Regions from separate parts of the Gossypium hirsutum genome. Here region 2 is linked to region 1. A link is a contact called in public Hi-C data. All regions are on one chromosome and are shown on one strand. The core of a region is the stretch at or near the end of the contact, and the rest is flanking DNA. Distances in the headings are between cores, read along the strand shown. Region 1 has its middle 13 kb from the start of LOC121205072. Region 2 overlaps LOC107919828 (inactive poly [ADP-ribose] polymerase RCD1).

Evidence for each region. Hi-C and Micro-C count contacts between places; a contact is called where the count stands out from the background.
Region 2: a contact with region 1 is called in a Hi-C map of leaf, with 3 times the contacts expected there. The contact joins two enhancer-like sites. A contact is called at or near these places in 9 of 34 Hi-C or Micro-C datasets (callus, leaf and petal).

The regions. Positions count from the first base shown.
Region 1 is chrA08:111,718,372-111,722,021 of Gossypium_hirsutum_v2.1, forward strand. It overlaps the pseudogene LOC121204609. Among protein-coding and RNA genes, the nearest start is that of LOC121205072, 13 kb to the right of the region's middle. Within about 2 kb of position 1,525, at least 5 of the 9 cell types and tissues checked have an H3K27ac peak or open chromatin away from gene starts, as enhancers often do. A contact at or near this core is called in leaf, where this site is marked.
Region 2 is chrA08:111,636,348-111,639,558 of Gossypium_hirsutum_v2.1, forward strand. It overlaps LOC107919828 (inactive poly [ADP-ribose] polymerase RCD1), which reads left to right. Exons shown (of 10, transcript XM_041074793.1): 9 at 307-402; 10 at 512-942. The coding sequence ends at 574. Among protein-coding and RNA genes, the nearest start is that of LOC107919828, 7.0 kb to the left of the region's middle. Within about 2 kb of position 1,319, at least 7 of the 9 cell types and tissues checked have an H3K27ac peak or open chromatin away from gene starts, as enhancers often do. A contact at or near this core is called in leaf, where this site is marked.

The DNA.
Region 1 (3,650 bases), core at 275-2,774:
GAAATTTAATTCTACAAGGAAAAATATTCAATTTTTGATCGTCTAGTCTATCTATTTTTTCTTTTCTAAAAGGAAATTTGGGTCTATGTTTGAAGATATAAAAAGGATTAATAAATTCTCCATGCAAAACATAGAGGAATATCTAATTGGTGGAACAAGACGGGTGAAAATTCCAAAACCCTAGCTAAAAATGTGGAATAAAAAGCAATAATTCTCCATTGGGAGGAATTTGTAGGTACCACTTTCAGGGAAGCTTCCTCTCGGCAATTAGACATTCAATCATCTTTTTGAAAAGCTAAACATCAAAGTCTATGGCTTTTTTCCCTTTCTTAATTTAAAGTGCCAATGACAAACAACGAGGATTACGATGAACATTGTTCTTTATTCAGCTATCAAAGGAGTAGAATTTCGTCATTATCTGATATACAAATTCATTTCAAAACGTAATTTCATTTCAAAAGTTTTAGGGTAGATAAACATCAAATTCCCAATGTTTAGGTATATGATAAGGCAAAAGTACTATAAAAGCCCATGTACTAAAAGTTCGATTACATTTTGACTTCTCTACTAAAAAAATAGGCAAATTAATCACTATACATTAAATCAATGAGCAAATTGATCCTTTTGTTAAAAAATTTCATTCATTTTTATTGTTAAAGCTTACCCCCATATATTAACATAGCACATCATGTATCACTATCTAATTATTCTGTCAGCTAAATTAACTTTTAATAATACAAATGAATGAATTTTTTAAACATAAATGACTAATTTATTTTTTTAATTTAATATATATAGACTAATTTATCCATTTTTAATAAAAGAGATAAAATATATAGAAACATGTACTATACTTTCCACAGGAACCAAAACGACTAATTCGAAATTGAAGGGGTTTCTTTATTTAGTTTTTATTTTTTATTTTTGCTTTTGCTTTTTGACTATACCTTTCTATATAAACTTTGATATATGTGATTTTTGGAGAAAAGGCGTCAAAACTTCTCCTTTTCATTTCCTCTTTCTTTATTGTATTTTACCCAACAAATTTGAAGGTAAATACTATCATTACTTCTGAGATCATATATTATACTTGAAAGACTTTTTAGTGCTTTTTTCCCCTTTGTTTACAAAGTGTAAAGCATGTAAAATTGCTTTTAAAAAAAGAAAAGAGAGGCCAAATAAACCCCATACTGAGGCTTTGGTAAAAATAAGCTAAAAATTATATTAGAAATGTAAAGTGCTCCATTACAATTACCAAGGATCACTTCAAATATAGTTCATACTTTTAAGATAGTTAAAAGGGGTCACTCTCTCCCTCTCTTTTTTCTCTCTATCTTTTTCATCTTTCTTCTCTCTCTCTCTCGCTCTCGCTCTCTCTCTCTCTCTCTCTCTCTCTCTCTCTCTGTCACTAAGTGCAAAACATACAAAATCAATTAGATTTCATATTTACGTAGGAATATAATATTTTGATATGGATCTCTCAAGGCTGCTTTGATAGGAAGGACGTGTGCTTTTCTTTTGCCATCCCCCTCTCTCCTTTTGTTGCTCTCTGTCTTTCTTGTCTCTTTGTCTGTCTTTAGTTGCTCTCTTTTTCTTTTCATAATCTGATATTCTTTTTAATATATATATATAATATGAGAGGGTACCTGATTCTCTTCACCAACTCCCCCTTCTCCTCTCTTCGGAGTCAGAGATATATATGATCATTTCAAAATGAGCAGTACACATCCTAATATATAAAATCATTTATATCTATATCAATGTGGAACCCCCAATGTGAACTCCAAATTAGGCTTCTTGGAGCATGTCTCTGAAAGGCTTGATGAGCTTACATCTGATATTCTCTCATAGCTTAAGCACTTTGGATCCATATCCTTCTGCACTCAAAATTAAATAAAATAAATAATAAAGCAAATCATCAAAAGCAATGAATTACTAGCCGCTACTAGTTTTTATGCATTAGCATTCATTTTGAACAGTATAGCCTAGCGTACTAAGCCTGGTACAGCTCCTCTCCTGTGTGCCACTCCCGACACTATTCTTTAGCATTACAATTATCTCTCCTGGTGCATTAGTCATAATTTGACCCCATCTACAACCATGCATGTTTCAAGGTCAAACCAATGAGCTTGATATGGGTCAAGAGGATTGGGTTTATGATAAATGCATGTTAAGTAAATTTGATGATGAGGCCTGAGCTAGGGAGGGTTCTTCAAAGAACCAAAAAAGGAACTTTTAACAATCATAACCCCCCCCCCAACACACACACACACACACCCACACCTACCCGGCTCTTTTTCTTTACTTTTCATTAAAAAAAAACAAAAAAGACTAAAAGCCACCTTGAGTTGGGGCTTTGCTTTCTGTTTAAGAACATTGAAAAACAAGGATTCAAAATCAACGTTTTCAAAAATCAAACCAGGAAATGATGCAAATTAGAAATGTACATGCCTCCATGAAAGAAGAAGGAAAAAAATTGGGTCCACCTTTTTGGTATACCTTTTTCATTTTATATTGGTGTTTATATAAATATATATATATTAGCATCATTAGAATGCAGGAAAAAAGTTGGAAAGAGGAGGTTATTTGGGGAAATAAAAGGTTAGAAATTAGAACCTGGAGAGATGGTAAGTTTAGAGGAGAATCATTAGGTTTGCCATGCAGCCAAGCTTCCCTGTTAGAAACCAACACAAAGAGAGAATATTTGCTATCAGTGGAGGCCATGCATGCATGCAGAAGAAAAAGCAAACTGAGAAAAGAAATCTATCTTTTACTGTCTCGTTTATGGTTGTTGCTCACACACACACTTTACATTTTATGCTGATTGAAATAAAGTGAAAGCCATGTGATTGCCCATTACCCATAACAACAACAGACCACAAAGAAGGTTCAAAGGCATACCTTTAATACCAATATACAATAAATATTTCCACTAATGGGGCCACCAGTGAGTTTAGCTTTGAGACTAAGTTTTCCATTTGTAGGACCCATTTATTAGCCTTATATCCGAGCCCACAAAATCCTAAGGAAAGAGATATCTCCATTTTTAGGCGGATTTGTCATTTGGGAATTTGGATTCTCTCAAGTCTTGGAATGATAAGGCCATCAGTGGGTGCTTTCCTTTTCCTTTTTTTTTTAATTTACTCACCCTTTTTTTACCACACCCACCTCCACCATCTCAATTTGTGCCTCAGATTCTAAATAACTAGTATTATAATTACTCCATCATGGTGATGGCTTGTCGTCGACAGATAGAACAAAGAACCTAATTCACTTCTCCCCTCTTTTCGTGATTTCTAGCGTTTTGCATGTAACTATGTTTTGTATTTTGCATGTAATGGTGGAGAGAGAAAATGCCTATATAAATAAAGGTAAAGTCGAAGAGATTGAAGGAAATGGGATTTTTAATTCTGATCCTAATACAAACAATCTTATATTACATATATATACAAGAGACAAACTGTTGTCTGTTCTTGTCAAACATACGGGGGCTGACATTTTTCTAAAAGAAAAAATCATATTGGTCGTTTTAACTCTATTAAAATTCTTGTTTTAGAGTATATAACTACATATTATATGAAGGCAATAATACAAGATGATAAATCAAAACAAAACCAAGGGTCGTACTATTTTATGTTTATGTGGTGGTT
Region 2 (3,211 bases), core at 69-2,568, 82 kb before region 1:
ACTATTAAATTATGTTATTACCCTTAATATATATTATTAACCCTAAGCTTAATTATTGAGTTGAGCTCGAGGTCAAGTACAAAAATTGGTAAATGAGCTTGATTGAGCTCAAGCTTAAGTAGCTCGATTATATCTCAAGCTAAGCTTGAGCTTAAAAATAGATGTTGGATCAAGCTCGAGCTGAGTATCGAGCTTGAGCGTGGCAGTATTGGGCTTGGCTTGGCTTGATTACACCCCTATTGGTTTCTCTATGGTTTTAAATAAAGCTTCTAATTCTTCTGTGTTATATCTTTTTTGCTCCGTAAGGCAAAGAAGATAACTCGTGATGATTTTGTCAAAAAGTTGAGATTGATAGTTGGAGATAATTTGCTGAGGTCAACAATAACTTCACTACAAAGCAAGGTATGATTTTAAATCCTTGGTCTGTTTTAATTACTCTGCAATGCAATACCACTACAAAATGTTGATTTGATTTAACGTTAATCTAATTTAGTTTTCTGGCAATTTGCAGATACCATCGAGGCATGAATTAGAGGTGGCAAAACAGAACATGAAGGGTCCTGGAAGCCTTTGAGTTTTACCATTTTCACGTTTAGGTGTGGAAGGCTTTGCTGCTTGGTATCCTCAAAAGCTGTTGGTGCTATTGGGTGACTTCAGCTTGCTTCTTGTTATCAAAATGCATCGACATGATAAGGACATGTTTGAAGGTACTTGTAGGAGTCTTAGCACTGCTTTGTTTTTTAATGGTGTAATTGTTCGGTATATCTCCTAGTCTCTAGTAGCATTGATTTGGTATTTGCTCAAAACTGAAGAACTCGTTTTCAACCTGAACCGGCTTGCTAGCCAACTCTATCCTTTTTTTCTTTTGGTTTTCAATTTTTTTTCTGAATGTGGACGTGGTGCATCGTTCTCTTATAATAAATAAATAATTGTTGCCTGACATTTCTACGAGTTCTTTTGGGCGTTTAAATGTAATACCGGAGAGGAGGGGAGCTTCCAACTTCCAAAAGTAAAAGAAACGTGCCGAAGATCAATTGTGGTAAACTTGGTGCCGCCTGTCCATATCCCATGGTCATGTGCGAGATTAGGATGGCACGCCAGAGATAAAGGATTAAGTCGTTTGGAATGAGGAAGTCAATTATCGGGTAAGATGATTGGGGGATCGTAGATAAATACCTAAGAGCAACCATTTGGTTAATGTCAGTGGAGCCCCCAGCACTTCAGATTGATGTTTCTTTATGGAGTTGCATGGGACCGGCTAGTTGACAATGACTCCCATGACTCGTGGTATAAGAGCAACCATTTGGTTAATGTCAGTGGAGCCCCCAGCACTTCAGATTGATGTTTCTTTATGGAGTTGCATGGGACCGGCTAGTTGACAATGACTCCCATGACTCGTGGTATATTTGCAAATTGCAATTGCACCAGCCATTGGTTCTTTACTCTTGAGCAATGAAAAGAAAAAGAGTGCAATTGGTACCGGCTTGCTTCACAGCAAAGTGAAGTTGGATTAATCTTCAGTTTCCCCCCAAATAAAATCTGTTGGACGTTTCATTATATCTGGTTTTCCATTAAGTCTTTAGGTCATGATATAGGAAATGGGCTAGGACAAACGAGGGCTTTAGTTTTTGACCCAGTTCAATGAGACGCGGGCCTGATGATCCATCTTCAGAAAATGAAAGTGATTGAAGACTTTGCAGTATTACGAGCAAAAGATGAAAACATCTGTTTTGGATGGGGAACAGAGCAATTTAATGAGCAGCTTTACAGATTTCTCTTTATTGCTTCATTATGAACTGTAAAGAACAACGGGAAATTTTTCTCTTTTACATGCATTGTATTTAGAGAGATTCTTTTCTTGTACCTTCCCCGGGTTTGAAACTTTGAACCTTGAGGTAAACATCCGAATTTACACCTTTGACACACACCCCAAAAAAAAAATCCATAAAAAACATAGACCAAAAGAATCAAGCAGCTAGTTTACTAGTCTACGACACTGAAATAATAATAGAAAGAAGAATAAACATATGGGAAATTAACCTAAAGAAAAAAGGGGAAAAAAAAAAAGGGTGGTCCACTTACGGTATCTGAGTAGTGGGGAGGGTTAATGAGAGAGTTCAGTGGTTGTGGTAGTCTCCTTCCCATGGACCACCAGAAGATAAATTGATTCAGCATTTGTCACATCATACCATCACCTTGCATTAAAAGCTCCTAATTATGAATGAATGATTCATATCTGACTTTCAATATTTCAAAAAACTAAAAAATAAAAAAGGAGGGGTCTTCTGACATCTTCACTTCACCTTCCCTTAGCTTTTCACATTCTCAAAACATACCCCCAAATCTTTCCTCCACTATCTAATTCATCCCTTTTGTATTAAAAGTTGCAATAAATCTTTAAAACCGTACGTATGATATTTGTTACCAATATTAAAATAAAATAAAGGAGAGAGATGACATGAATGACAGTTTTAGGTTTTGCTGTACAATGTACATATAACTCCAAGAGAAAAGAGTGGTTAATTTATCAATCAACAGGGATAGTAAAAGTTTGGTGTGGTTAATTTATGGCTTGATGCTCTATCATTATTAATGCAAGTTGGACTTGGAAAATCGAACCCAACTAATTACAACTACTCTTTTATTTCTTTTGCTTTTTTGCCTTTTACCTGCCTAAGTCTGTCATGTTTTTATTATTTCCTTTGGAATATTCTTTCGGTGTCAGCACTGAATTATATCTTCAAACAAGCTACTAATTTAATATAGGAATAATTAAAAAAATTACTTTTAAGACAAGACAAGTTCTTTGTTTTAGAAGCTTGTAACGTTATACGCTGAATATTTTTAAGACAAGACAAGTTCATTAATTATAAAAACATATATGAAATTCACTCTCTCTAGATGATTAGTAGGTTGGAGCAATGTTTAGAGGGTCCGGAAAACAACACAATCGCTGGCAACTAAAGAAAAAGCCTAAAATTATTTAATGCTAGACGAAACTGAAAAATCCAACGCATAAAGTTGTTGGACCAACATGCTTTTGCCTAGTAAAATCTATAATAAGGGAGATAAAATTCTCGGGATTGTAAAAAATAAATTGAAACAGTGACGCCGGGATTAATCTTTCTTAAAAGGGCACCCATTAATTTTTTATTAAATTAAAAACCAAAGTAGAGCAGACTAGGGCGTTTCTTCATACTTCATTATGTAG